Regions from separate parts of the Mus musculus genome. Here region 1 is linked to region 2. Evidence: chromatin contacts called from public HiChIP or PLAC-seq data. All regions are on one chromosome and are shown on one strand. The core of a region is the stretch at or near the end of the contact, and the rest is flanking DNA. Distances in the headings are between cores, read along the strand shown.

Region 1 (6,703 bases), core at 3,778-6,277, 660 kb before region 2:
CATCTCTGGGCTGGTAGTCTTGGGTTCTATAAGAGAGTAGGCTGAGCAAGCCAGGGGAGGCAAGCCAGTAAGGAACATCCCTCCATGGCCTCTGCATCAGCTCCTGCTTCCTGACCTACCTGCCTGAGTTCCAGTCCTGGCTTCCTTGGTGATGAACAGCAGTATGGAAGTGTAAGCCGAATAAACCCTTTCCTCCCCAACTTGTTTCTTGGTCATGATGTTTGTGCAGGAATAGAAACCCTGACTAAGACAAATTGGTACCAGCAGAGTGGGGTATTCCTGTGACAACCTGACCATGTTTTGGGGAGGACTGTGGAAGGACTTTGGAACTTTGGGCTTGAAGATCCATCCGTTGTTAAGAGCTCTGTCAGATGTTGTGTAGGAGCTTGGAAGATAATGTTGAGAACACTGCAGAAGATGGAGGTCTGGTTTGTGAAATTTCAGAGGGAAAATTAAAGACTCTTTTCAGGGCCATTGCTGTTTTGAATGTGAAGATTCTGTAGTTCTGGTTAGCTGGGGCTGAAGAATCAGCTGTGGTTAACAAGATACCAGAACTACTAAAGCAAAAACTTTGCATTACTGGGACTATTGATGCTGGTTAGCTGGAGCTAAGAAATTAGCGGTGATTAAGAAGAGACCAGCATCATTGAGGTGACATCTTCTGGGAAGTGTTTTCTGAGAGCACAGTGGCTGTGTTCCAGATATAGCTAAAGTTGTACCTTGTGCTGTGGCTGGACTTGGTAATGTGTAAGGGTCACCCAGGTGGTACTGGTTTTGAAGGCATGAAGGAGTTGAGCAGAGCAGCTGAGGCTTGGCACTGTGAGAGGCCATGGAAGGCCATTGGTGAAAGTCCAGCCTCAGTTGCAATTGATGGCCCAGGACTGAAGGGGTCATGCAGTGTTTTGGAGATGCCAGTACCATGAGATGACCACCAAGAGCAGCAGCAGCAGTGGAGTACAGGCATCTGGAGCCTAGAGGATGACGCGTGTGCTACAAAGGGCATGGCTGGAGAAGTGACCCAAGCCCTTGGAGGAGCCCAGAAGATCGTAAGTTGGATCCCAGACATTGGACGGTTGGAGATTGACTTTTGCTTTTGATTGTGGCTGTGCCCTGATATTTTCCCTCTTGAAGGAAGAAACTGTTTTAGTGGAGCCCACAGTTAAGAGACTTTTAATTGTAAAAAAGACTTTGGATTTTAAAAGAGATGGATATTTTAAAGAGATTGAAATTTTAAGAATATGTAAAGACTGTGGGACTTTTAAAGTTATTTAGATCTTGGGGATGAATAAGAATGTAAGGGTTGAGGCTTACTAGTGATGTGTTTGTGTGTCAAGTTGACAAGGGGTCAATTGTACTGGCTAGTTTTGTGTCAACTTGACACAGCTGGAGTTATCACAGAGAAAGGAGCTTCAGTTGAGGAAATGCCTCCATGAGATCCAACTCTAAGGCATTTTCTCAATTAGTGATCAAGGGGGAATGGCCCCTTGTTGGTGGGACCATCTCTGGGCTGGTAGTCTTGGGTTCTATAAGAGAGTAGGCTGAGCAAGCCAGGGGAGGCAAGCCAGTAAGGAACATCCCTCCATGGCCTCTGCATCAGCTCCTGCTTCCTGACCTACCTGCCTGAGTTCCAGTCCTGGCTTCCTTGGTGATGAACAGCAGTATGGAAGTGTAAGCCGAATAAACCCTTTCCTCCCCAACTTGTTTCTTGGTCATGATGTTTGTGCAGGAATAGAAACCCTGACTAAGACACCTGCCCAATGATGTGTGAGGTTCCCTGTTGTCTCTGACTTCTCCAAAGCCAGCTGTCAAGGGCTCTATAACCCAGCCCATCTTTAATTCACTTCCTCTTCCTCTTAGATCTGCCTTTTCACTCACACTTCTTCTGACTCCACTGCCTCTGGCTAAAATGCCTTCCTCCTTCCCCAGTGCTGCTTTAATCTACCCAGGTGCCATGACCTGGAAAGATAGTTTCCATTGTCTGACATTTTCCCACTCTGCTCAGTTGTTGTAAGTGCCTAGAGCCCTCTGTGATGTATACTCTGAAATAGATACATGGTCTACGTGAAAGTCCTGATTAACAATGTATCCATGAGTGTAAGCAGAAGCTATCGATTAGTGATGTCTGCTGCGGTTATAGGAAGAAGACGTTATTGATGAATAATGTCTGCCATGGGTAAAAGAAAGGCAGACTACTGATTAGTGATGTCTACCGTGGATAGAAGAGGGAGAAATGGAAGTAGATTTTGTTTAAGAGCCAATGGATGTTTGCCTCTTCCTGCAGCCTCTAACAGTTGCTTGTCTCAACTTATCATGGACTACCATATCAACAAGCACCTTATTTTATTGGCTGGTGTGTGTGTGTGAGATCTGACTCCCTTCAATTGTTGATCTGCACCAGACAGTTAAGGACTTATTGTAGTTATGGCTAGTTTGTATCAGAGCTCACTGGATGCCAGCAGCACCCTGAAGTCCTGGCCCTGTCATTTCAAATTCTCACTTACTGTCACAACTCTGTATAGCAGGTTTTCCAGCTGAACCATATTGGGGAAACAGCATTCACAGAGAGAAAGCAGCTTTTTAGAGTCAACTAGACAGTGTGGTGGGACCAGTGTCTGGCTCCAAACTTTGGGAGTTAGACTACATGAATCTCAGTCTCCTTCTTTGTATATTCCGGATGGTTGGTGTGATCTGCAGCCACTTGCTTTGGATGAGATTTCTACAGTTATTTTAATGTCTTGATTGGAAGAAACTTGCTATATACTTATCACATCCTTCCCCGCCACACTGAAGTATCCAACAGCTCTAATCCAGAATCGATGTGGTGTGTATAATGATGCTGTTTTAGGGTTGGGCCTATTTATCATTCTTACAGTTCCCTTATAATTTGGGAATATGGACTGAAGGTCACAGATGCATACAGAGCGTGGGACCCTGGCTTGAACTGATTCAGGAATTCTAAAAACATTACTTCAGGGGGTAAAAACAGGGTCTTTGCTTTTAATGAAGTTTCTAACTTTCCTGGATGCAGTAGCAATGTTTTACCACAAGAGGGCAGTAAAGACAAGGATACCAAATCCAACTTGTAAGCCAGGCCTCAATAAAGCAAGAGTCCAGCGGGGAGGGATGTTGTTTCTTTTATTGTGGCTGCTGTCATTAATCTCAGACTACTTGTGCCACAGCAGGCAGATGCAAAGATCTAATGGATAATTTCCTTGCAACTTCCAGCAGAATGCGGGAACAGGCATTTAGTCATCTATGTCTTTGTCCAGCCTGTATTTATTGAGCGTCTACTATATTATAGCTCTGTGCTGTCAGGGAAGAGAGGGAGGACCATGTAGGATAGGCAGACTGGCAAATTCTAGTGCATTTGTGAAAAGACCTCTGGGATTTCCAGAGCTTGTCCGAGAGCCAGGAGGGCATCTTGGAGGAGGTGACATTTGACTTTGCATTGGAGATCAAAGGTGGGCACCTCAGATAAACAGAGTTGGAGAGGGACAACCCTAAGTTTCATGTCAGAGAGTGACCGTCATAGTCCCGTCCTCTTCCTCTATGATGAACTCACAGGTCACTGAATTAGGAGCTTGACAGAGGGTCCGAGCCGCGGAGCCAGCACACCTGAGAATCTTGGAGTCCTGGGGCTTGGGGAAGTGTTTGGAGTACCACTTGGGTTGATCCCCTAGGAAGCTCCTGGGAGAGTCCAGAACGCTCCTTCCCTCCGTTTGTGGCAAGGCTCTTACTTACTCCCTGGCCCTGATCCTTTAGCCCAAGATCTCTGGCCGAGAGGAAGGCACAGGGAGAAAACAAAGTGCATGAACTACCATCATGAACACCTGGGGGCGCTAGAGAGCAGGCACCGCCCTTCCCAGGGGTCTGGGGAGGCAGAGGGAGGAGGGGCTAATACATGATGCCTGTGGTCTCAGGAGCAGTGTGGACAGAAAGGTCCCGAGCTGTCTATCACCAAGATGACCTCACAGCAGCAATAATAAAACCCTAACTTCAATTTGCTGAGAACAAGCCACGCCAGGCTCCCCCTCACCCTCAGGAAATATTTACAACTGCACTTCCTGGCTGGTGTCCTTACTGTTCCCATTTTGCAACCAAACACACTGAGGCTCAGGGAGTTCAAGGAACTAAGACTTCCTTAAAAAGTGCAATATGCCAGGCCTGCATCCCCATCTAGTAAGGCCAGCCTGGGGTACAGAGAGAGTCCAGTCGTTGGATCCCACAACACACATGCATGCATACATTCACAAAAGCCAAGATCAGGACTTAGTGTGGGGTTTTTTGGGTTGTTTGTTTGTTTGTTTGTTTGTTTGTTTGTTTTTTGAGACAGGGTTTCTCTGTGTAGCTCTGGCTGTCCTGGAACTCACTCTGTAGAGCAGGCTGGCCTCGAACTCAGAAATCTGCCCGCCTCTGCCTCCCAAGTGCTCGGATTAAAGGCGTGCGCCACCACTGCCCAGCCTTAGTGTGTTTTCTTAACATCAGAGTTCAGAATTCTTCCACTTCCAGCTGCCACTACGGAAGCCTCTACTGAAACGTCAGTCACAGTTGGTCTGATCTGCAGGGGATGTTTCCTTTGTGGGTTTTGCTTGTTTTCTGTCGACAATTCAGCTATCATGAATTAAAGTGAATCTGGGCGAGGGACGTGGCTGTGTGGACAAAGGTGCTTGCTGATAACCTGAGACCACACAGTAGAGTATATGTTCTTTTCTTACCTCCACAGAGGTGCCATGGCACCCCCAAGTCAACCAACCGATTGATCAGCCAGTTGATTGACTGATGGATCCAGCCATTAACCAATACAATAATTTATTTAACAACTGCATCTAAGCTGGAGGCAGAGTCTTAAAGTCAGTTGAAGTCTGGGAGCTGAGCACTGACAATGTGGAGCCCGCCCTAGGTCCTCCTGACTCTCTATCCCACCCTGCAGCTCACCAGCCTGCGTGCAGTCTTGCGATGTCCTCTTCCTCTCAGGCTTGCCTGAAGAGCAGACACTCCCCACCCTGAAGGATAGCTCTCCTCCTGCTGCCTCTCTGGAAGCAAGCGTAGCCCATTTCAAGTACAGATAGAGGCCATGAGGCCATGGACGGGTCTCCTAACCTGTTTCTCTGAGCCTCGGTGTCCTCAATCTGTAAGACCGATATCTCCTTCCATTGCTGTGATAAAATACTCTGATAAAAAAACAAAGGCAGAGAGAAAGTGTTTAACCCATCCAGAGGTTACAGGGACTACATCGTAGCTGCGCATGCTCAGTGCTCCTGGCATTGCAAAGCAGAACACAGAAAGAACAGAAAGTGAAACTTGGCTGTAACACGTCAAAGGCCCCCCCCAGCCCCCCCCCCCCAGATGGATTTCATCCAGCGAAACCTCACAGTCTGGTTGTTCCATAACCTCTCCAAACGCCTCCTGCTGAGACCCGTCTGAATACAGATGTTTATGCAAGACATTTCACATTCAAATCGCAATGAAGTAGCGCTGAGTTACACAAATCTCAGTTGCCCCCAGTTGCTTTTATCTGTCACTGAATAAGAAAAGGAAAAACTGCCCCTCAGCTGAGTATGGTGGTACACACCTGTAGTTCCAACCCTTGAGAGGCTGAGGCAGGAGGATCACTGTGAGTTTGAGGTCAATCTGGACTATATATAGTATGAGATCTTCACACACACACACACACACACACACACACACACACACACACACACACGTAGGGTTATGGGGTCCCGAGTCTGCTCTGCTACAGGGCTGGGCTGTAGGGCAGCCCAGGGACACAACTCTGGAGGTGGGGAATTGCAGTCTGAGAGCTGGAGCAGGCTCAGGGTCCCCAGGCCTGTGAGGAGGCCAAGGCTGGGGCTGTCTGGTTCTCAGGCTCACAGACACCCAGGCACCTATGGAAGCCTTGGAAAAGCTGAGAATGGAGTGGGGACCCTCTGGTTGGATCTGGCCCGAGGGCGGTGTGTGTGTGTGTGTGTGTGTGTGCTTGTGTGTTGTGGGGTTAGGAGGAGCTCCAGCTGGTCCCACGAGGAAAGTTCTTGGCTTGACTGCAAAAGTAGGCTTGAGTTTGGGCTCGATCTTGGCTTGGAGCATAGAGAGGCCTTCTACAGATTAGACAGCCGCTCTGTAGGCAAAGGCCTTCTCCATGGCTCCCCAAGGCGGATCATGAAGAAAAGAGGAAGTCCATGGTTTTAAGACATTTATTGTCATGGCGGAAAGTGGATGAGTAAGACTGTGTACCCCACTTCTCAGGGTGGACCTGAGGTTAAATACCTTTTTGCAGGGAAGAGTGTCTGGGAAGGAAAGCTTATTGCCTACGTCCCCCAACCTTTAGGTACCTCATAAAAATAGAGATCTGTCTTGAACCTATGTGACCACACTTCAAATCCTCTACCTGTGGAGGGGCTTGGAGCGTTGCCCCTAAGTGACTGATGGGCACAAATCTATGGGGGGCCGAGACTAGTGACAGGGACCTGGTGTGCAGGAACCGGTGAAACACGCCTTTCATCTCCTTTAGGATCACAGTGGTTTCCAGCTTTAGTTCAACCAGGAACAAGGCTACCTTTCATGGTCTCTCTCTCTCTCTCTCTCTCTCTCTCTCTCTCTCTCTCTCTCTCTCACACACACACACACACACACACACACACACACACACTGTCAAATAAACTAATCTCAATGATGAAATGCCATGTATTGTAAGAAACGCACCTTT
Region 2 (7,365 bases), core at 1,018-3,517:
CTGGTTATCCTGAAATGGCTCAAAACAGGTCTGGCTCCCCACACTGGCTTCTATGAGTGTGCCTGAGTCTCTATTAAGCTACTGGGCTATGAAAAGACAGGAGGTCTACGCTGTAGAGCCTGGTGCCTTTTTGTTTGTTTGTTTGGTTGGTTTTTTAAAAGTCACTGCTAAGTCCTGCTGAGCTTATCTGTGTGTCAAAAATCTAGTCTCCATAAAAAGATAACTCAGGTGGCCACTGGTTTACAAGCTCAAATGCCACCTCCTTAACTTTCCAGAACAGAGCTATCATTTCCCACTGCTCATGCCCTGTTTACCCCACTGAAAGGATTTTGACCCACAGGAGACTGCCTAGTGGACAGAGATAGCTGGCCCTGGCAAGGGAAATCCCTGCAAGCGCAATGTGGTTGTCTGTACTGGTACTGTGGTGTCTCGAGTCTGGTTATGATAAACATGACCACTGAAATGAAATGAAATGCTTCCTTTGCAAACTGGGATGCTTGTTGTCATTCATTCATTCATTCACTCATCCTTTGTGGTGATTATTAATGGCTTCTCTTAGGGAAGTGTGCCACTAACTTCCTGAACTTCTGTTGCAGGCTTCTCCCTTCTTCTGCCAAAGCTTGGTCATCTTGCTATGTCACAAAATGCTGGCATCACAAAGGTGAACTTTAGTAGACCAGGATTTCTTCATTTAGATGAAATAGCAAACAACCCTCGAAGCCACAACGAAAAAACCTGATAAGAAGACACTCACGTCTCACAGTAGCCTGCTTGAATCAAATGTTGGATGGTAGTACTGAATAAACTATACCTTACTTAAAAAATGTTAGTTACATGTATTTTATATGTGGGAGGGGAGGGTGGTATAAGAAGCTAGCTTGTGGCAGTTGGTTCTTTCAATCTATCACATAGGTCCTAGCGACTAAGTGTAGGCTGTCTGGGTGGCAGGCCCTTCACCCTTTTCTTCACTTGCTGGCCTGGCACTGATTTCGTTCTTAGGAACAGTGAGCACGCTCTGCTTTGCCGGAGGATGGAGAGCGGGTGGAGAGGCACACGTGCCCGGCCGGACCTTCCGTTAAAGTGACTCACACTGCAAGAAAGTTTGAAAAAGCTTCTCGAGTTTCATATTTTGGCATAAATTTCCATATGATTCATTAAAGTAAGAAAGAGTGGGAAAAATTATCAGTCTTGCACAGAATACTTTTAAAACACACACACACACACACACACACACACACACACACACACACTGTGAGAGATTTGCAAAACGTCCAGTCTGGGTCACTGGAGACCCGTGGACAACTGGCTTCTGTGTTCCCATTTGGGTCTGACTCACTATGGCAATGTCACTCATCAGGAAGGCGCAGAAGACAGACAACAGCTGGGAGGCATTCTCTCTGTGCACAGAGTTCAGGGACACACAGCGAGCTGAGCGGACCATCTAGTGCTTGGGCGCAAGAGCCTGCCCTCCCTCACATCAGCCCTGAACCTCAACTCTCTGAGGTTGCAGCAGATGTTAAAAACTAAAGTTGAAACCTTTAAGCTGTAATGAAGGAGTTCACAGGGCTTGTAATCCCAGTACCCCACCCCATCCTCCCTCGATCCTGCTGAAAGTCTTCAAATGGTCCTCGGCACTAACGCTGCGCAGCCAGCGCGATCCTGCTCAAAGTCTTCAAATGGTCCTCGGCACTAACGCTGCGCAGCCAGCGCGTGTTGAGCACACTGATCTGCCCATGATTCCCCTCGGCTGCTGTAAAACAATCTCACTCCCCCGGCGAGTGCGGGCTGCGGCAACAATGCGGTTATTGACTTGTTGCTCTGGCTCTAGTTAGTTATTACCCTTGGGGCCACAATCAATAGACTTTGCACCAAGTCTGCCTTATAAATCCCAGGCTCTCACTGGAGGCTTGCCAAGGAATGGCAAGAAAAATCTATGGCAGGGAAACACTTAGAGAGCAGAGACTGAGAGAGCCACACTGACAGCTGTATAAATTAATTAACAAGGAACTGTTTATTCTCCCAGATCACGTGACACATTTGCCACCAGTGAAGAAGGCATGGATAGATTCGGAAAGTTATCCGGTGATATTTAAAACCCACAAATTGAGCCGCATGTACAAGAAAGACCGGCGCTCTGTGTAACTGTTTCTGCCTTTATCCTGTTTTAATTACTCTGCTCAAATTTGCCGCCTTTGCACTAGTTCTGACCAGCCTTTTGTTCCCAGTTTGTCTGCACTGGTGTGGTTTGCCTTGATAACAACCTAAGCTCGGGGCTGAAACAGTCAACATGGTGAAAATAAGGTGTTGATCATTAACCTCATGGGGCTTGGGCTTCCTTCGATCCTCATATCCTTCAGGTACCTCAGCAACGGAGGGGATGACTTTACAGAGAGAAGTTCTGAGGGGCTGGGGGAAGAACTCTGGGCTGAGATCATGCATGGCTGTGTTCTAGGGCAGTTCTTTATTTAAGTAAACCATACATAGATCTGGTGGCAAGGGGACCAGTGTTACACTGTCTTATGTCACCTTAAACTATGCTTCGTAGCCCACAGACAAAACCATTGTTTTACATGGGAATAGATCAAGACAACCCTTAGAGCCTGTGTGCGCACACACACACACACACATACACACACACACACACACATATTAAAAAATAAAATTGAAGGTAGTGCTATTAGAAAAGCAATCTTCAAATCCAGTTGTAGGACCCCCTCCGCACTCTCCTGCCAGATGACCAGCATTTGCTGAGTGCATGTTAAGGACAAGACAGTCGAATAGTCCTGGCTGACTGGGACACAGCCAGCATCATTCCCATGGGTGGAAAGCTCATTTCCTTGTTTTGGTCTAGCCTGGGCTATGCCAGCCTTGTTGCATGGTAACACACTCCTGTGAACACAGAAGGGCACCACAATCCGCATAAACATACTCTATCAATTTGATGGGTCCTCAGGTTCAGGGGAGTCCTATACATAACACATGAAACTCATTTGCTTGTGGGACTTCTAATTGTGTTGTTTCAATAATTTATGACCTCTTATAAATGGTTTCCAGGCAATAAGATTTAATTGACTCACGACACTTCCAGGTACTTCCTATGAATCAGATCAACTGTGTCACTTGAAAAATGGAAGAACTTGACACCATTGCCTGGAACTTATTTCTAAGTCTGCTCACTGCAAGTGTTTGCCCTCAGATGGACTTGGGCTCCCAGGCACAGTATGGCTCTTGGCTTGGCAACCGTGGTTACCACAGGACTTGGCCTTTGCTATGTCTATGCCTCTCTCATTTTGAGAACTGAAGTATTGGTTGATGCCACCGGGCCTTGTCTTAGTCATCTGAGGATAAAGTCAGTTCTCTCTTCTTTCTAACTTCTGCTCCAAGGCCAGGAGATGGCAGGGGCGTAAGAGACAGACGTTAGTTATACTGCCCCACTGATGGTTAGATAATCTCCTGAACACATCTGGGCGCTGTAGAATCACATGCTCTGAGCTCCCGTCGCATGGAAACGATTAATGTTGGAAGAGGCGGAATGCTTACTACCCTGAATTCATTATTACACATCGCACACATGTAATGAATGATCAGACCACACTCCATGGAGATGCTCAAATGTTACGCCTCAGCTGAGAAAGGGAAAAAACACTTTACGCCAAGGATGACATCTGGGAGCTGCTGGGAGATTATGACCCAGCCAGTTCTGTCCTTGTTGCTCCATGTCCTGTTAGACAATGGCCACATGAACCCAGAGTTCTCTTTCTTCCTTCACGATGGTGGCTTTACAAGTATCTGTATGAACCTTTACCTCACACCATATCCAAGCATGAACTCTAAATGCATCAATGGCCAGCAAGAAGGACCCACAAGTCTAAACCTCAAAGAAAACAAAAGAAGAGCTCTTTCTGTCACTGGTTTAGTGTCAGTTCCTTCCGCAGGACACCAAAGCAGAAGCAGCCAAGAGAAAACAACTTGGTCTTTGCCATAAAGAAAAGCTTTTAAATAAATCTAAAAAAAAAAAAAAAAAAAAAAGGGCTGGTGTGATGGCTCAGTGGGTAAGAGCACCCGACTGCTCTTCCAAAGGTCCAGTGTTCAAGTCCCAGCAACCACATGGTGGCTCACAACCATCCGTAACGAGATCTAACGCCCTCTTCTGGAGTGTCTGAAGACAGCGACAGTGTACTTACATATAATAAATAAATAAATCTTTAAAAGAAAAGCTTTCATGAAGACAAGAGAAATGAGGAGTGGGGGGGGGGGGTATATCTGTAAACCATGTATCTGACAGAGTATTTGGTTAGCGTCTGACATATAAAGATTATATAGCTGAGTTAACTTTTCCGGGGCCAGAGAGTTGAAAAGCGGCAGGGTCACCTCCAGATTTGAGTCCATATGAACCCAGCCTCTGGACTGCTGGGCTCTTTCTTCTATGTGCCACCTTGTGGGATGGGGCACCTCCTGCCTCTGGGTCCTGCATGTTCAGTGAGAGAGGGGTGGGGGGGGGGAAGGAGGGAGGGGGAGGTGGGGGAGGGAGAATAGAGAAACTTCTCTATACCCATGTTCCACCTGTCTGATTAATTTCTGAAAACTAGCCATTTAAACTAGCCAGGCAGCGGGTGGTGCCCTGCACCCCAAAGCTGACACTGAAGCCTACTAAGGACAGTTTCTGTTTAGGAAAGAAACTAGACGGTGACTTTTAAAATGTGGCAGAACTAAGGTGTTACTGACAGTCAGCTGCGGAGTTGTGTGTCTTTTAAGATAATGTTTGGGATTAATTCTTCCTATTTAGAAAGCTACCACCTTTTAGCCAAATTTTTGTTTATATGTTATTTATATTTATATTTATATTATATGTTGTTTTATGTTAAAGCACTATCAAAAAGTTTAGAAACAAAGGTTTATGTGGTTGTGTGTGTGTGTGTGTGTGTGTGTGTGTGTGTGTGTGTGTACGTACATGTAGTACCCACAGATGCCAAAAGAGAGCATTGTATCCCTAGCCTTGGAGTGCCAGAGAGCTGTGAGCTACTACGTGGGTGCTGAGATCTGAACCAGAGTCCGCAAAAGCAGAGGACTCCTAAGCACTGAGCCATATCTCCAACTCCCTGGCGAGCTATTCTGAGGTGATTTTAGGCCAGCCCCGTGCCCTCTCTAGGTGCCAGGACCCTATTGAAATTCGAACTACTTATAGAAGAACATGCCAGCTGCATAGTATGAATGGATTGGGTCAGAACAGAAGCCGCCAGCTGCCAGCCAGTCCATGGCTAGATAGTCCTATGCATATACGTTGCTTTGACCTGCTCAGTTTAAATAATAATTAAAAAAAAATCGTCAGCATTTATAAAGAGGGAGACTGTAACCCAGTACAGGCATTGGCAGTCCTGGCCTTGGCAGGCTCACATGGCCCATGGTGACAGTGGGTGGCCTCTGTGAAACAGCCTCAGAAGCTCCCATGCCTTCCTCTTAAGAGCCTCCTTACTCTGGGTCTTGCTTACCGCGGTTCCTCCTTGGTTCCCGGCTAAGAATGCTACCCCACCCACAGGTCTTTCCCTGGACTCCCACCTGCCCTCCAGGACTGAGTCCTAAGCATTACTCGGTCCACCAGAAAGGAGAGACATCCGGGTCTGGCCATGTGCCATAAAGCAAGCCCCTGTCCTTGGTGTCAGATTCACCATCTGTGACTGCCCTGCCCATAAGCTTCACCACTCTCTCCCTCTGCACTGGCTTGGTTAAGGAACTTGGTTGATCAAGTTGGGAGGCGCAGGAATGCAGCAACACTACCTGAGGGCAGATCCACAGCAGCACTGTTCTGCAGGCTCCCACTCTTACCCTCCACCATCACCCTGCGCCACACACAGTTTTTTTACTTTTGTATCTCCTGTCTCCTGTGAGGTCCGATGCAGTCTGCAAAGATGCTTTTGGACCACCAGAACAGGCAGAAGCACAGGCATAGGCGACAGTGCGGTGAGCTGGTAGACAGTCACAGGGACAGCAAATAAATGTTCCTGGACTCTGCAGCTGAGGACTCTGAGTCTGCACTCTGTCCAAGACAGGGCAGCAAGAGTTCCTGGAGCCAAGATTCCCTCTCCAGGGTGGCAGACCTGCTCCCAGCTGGAAGTCATTCCACGGTTTCCTAACAATGGGGCGTCACGCTGGGCAAGCAATTTGTTTTAATTATGTAAATCACTTCATTCTCTTTGCAAACATCTAATAGAGAGCTTCAAGGCTTTACAGGTCGGAGCAGAAGACACAAGACAGAGGTGAAGGGGACTCTTTTGGAGAGGTTTGGCTTGTCCTTGAGGGGGTGGGGATGAAGGAGGACACGAGGCGGGGAGGGGTACAGACTACAAGAAGGAAGTCTCATACTCCCTGGTGCTGAGACACAAGTGTTCCCATCACATGGCCCAGAATGGGGGGAGGCGAGCTGGGGACAGCGAACCGCTGAAGACTGTGTCCTGCTCTGCCTCTGTAGGTGCACTATATAGGTGAGGTCTTTACTACAAAGGAGACCCAGACGTCAGCAGCCACGCACCTGCACGTCACCTTTGTGAAGGTGCCTGTGACAGTGCAGTCCCTGTAAGGTGCTAAGGAACCAGAGCATCATCTCTGCATGTCATGGGTGGGATTTGTGTTCATGACCACGTGGTTAAAGACCCCAAGTGTTAAAATGACCACTGTTTTCACCAGCACCTCTGTGCAGTGTCCCCCTGCACTGTGCTGCATGATCCACACCAAACCTTTCTTTCAGTCAATACTGCTACGTCTTAAGGACAAGGGTAAGGAGAGCTCCTATACTAACTCGTTTCTCTACCTCTGCCCCTCCCCCATCTTTGGGGGTGTACTCAAGCTAGAACTCAGGGTCCTGATCACTGCTGAACTGGGTTCATAGCTCTTGCTTCTCACTCTGTAGCCCAGGCTGGTCTTGAACTCACAGTCCTCTTCGCTCCCGAGTACTGGAACTTACAACGGTGTTTCGCCACGGCCAGGCCAGCTTGTGTTCCTAATCTGTAAGACATTATTTCATTCTAAACACTGAATAGACCATTAACTTATGTATTAAGCTTGCAATTACCTGCTGCCCCCAGGGGAGGAAGGGACCCTCAGGAAGCAAAATGGCCAGTTGATTAAGGTTTGGATTAAAACCAGGCCCTGAAAGGAGGCAACATGTGAGCTCAGCTCACACTTAGGTTGGAGCCCAGGCACTAAGGAAACAAGGCTAGCTACAGCTGGTCTTGTTACCAGAGGCTGAAAAAAGCCGAGCTTGAGCCAGCCCTGGAAAACTGACACATCATTTCCTTGCTAGGAAGACTCCATGGCAAGCTTTTGAACTTTGCTTTGGAGGGCATCTCAAACACACATATTTGAATGCAA

The links. HiChIP or PLAC-seq counts read pairs in DNA pulled down with a chosen protein or histone mark.
Region 1: a contact with region 2 is called in an H3K27ac HiChIP or PLAC-seq map of extraembryonic endoderm stem cells, with 4 times the contacts expected there. The contact joins two enhancer-like sites. A contact is called at or near these places in 1 of 484 Hi-C or Micro-C datasets (myocytes) and 3 of 115 datasets of contacts at active chromatin or transcription factors (astrocytes, embryonic stem cells and extraembryonic endoderm stem cells).

What each region holds. Positions count from the first base shown.
Region 1 is chr19:56,252,080-56,258,782 of GRCm38.p6, reverse strand. No RefSeq gene overlaps it. Among named protein-coding and RNA genes, the nearest start is that of Gm32144, 11 kb to the left of the region's middle. Within about 2 kb of position 5,027, at least 26 of the 459 cell types and tissues checked have an H3K27ac peak or open chromatin away from gene starts, as enhancers often do. A contact at or near this core is called in extraembryonic endoderm stem cells, where this site is marked.
Region 2 is chr19:55,587,938-55,595,302 of GRCm38.p6, reverse strand. All of the region lies in intron 7 of Vti1a (vesicle transport through interaction with t-SNAREs 1A), which reads right to left. Among named protein-coding and RNA genes, the nearest start is that of Gm41871, 110 kb to the left of the region's middle. Within about 2 kb of position 2,267, at least 80 of the 459 cell types and tissues checked have an H3K27ac peak or open chromatin away from gene starts, as enhancers often do. A contact at or near this core is called in extraembryonic endoderm stem cells, where this site is marked.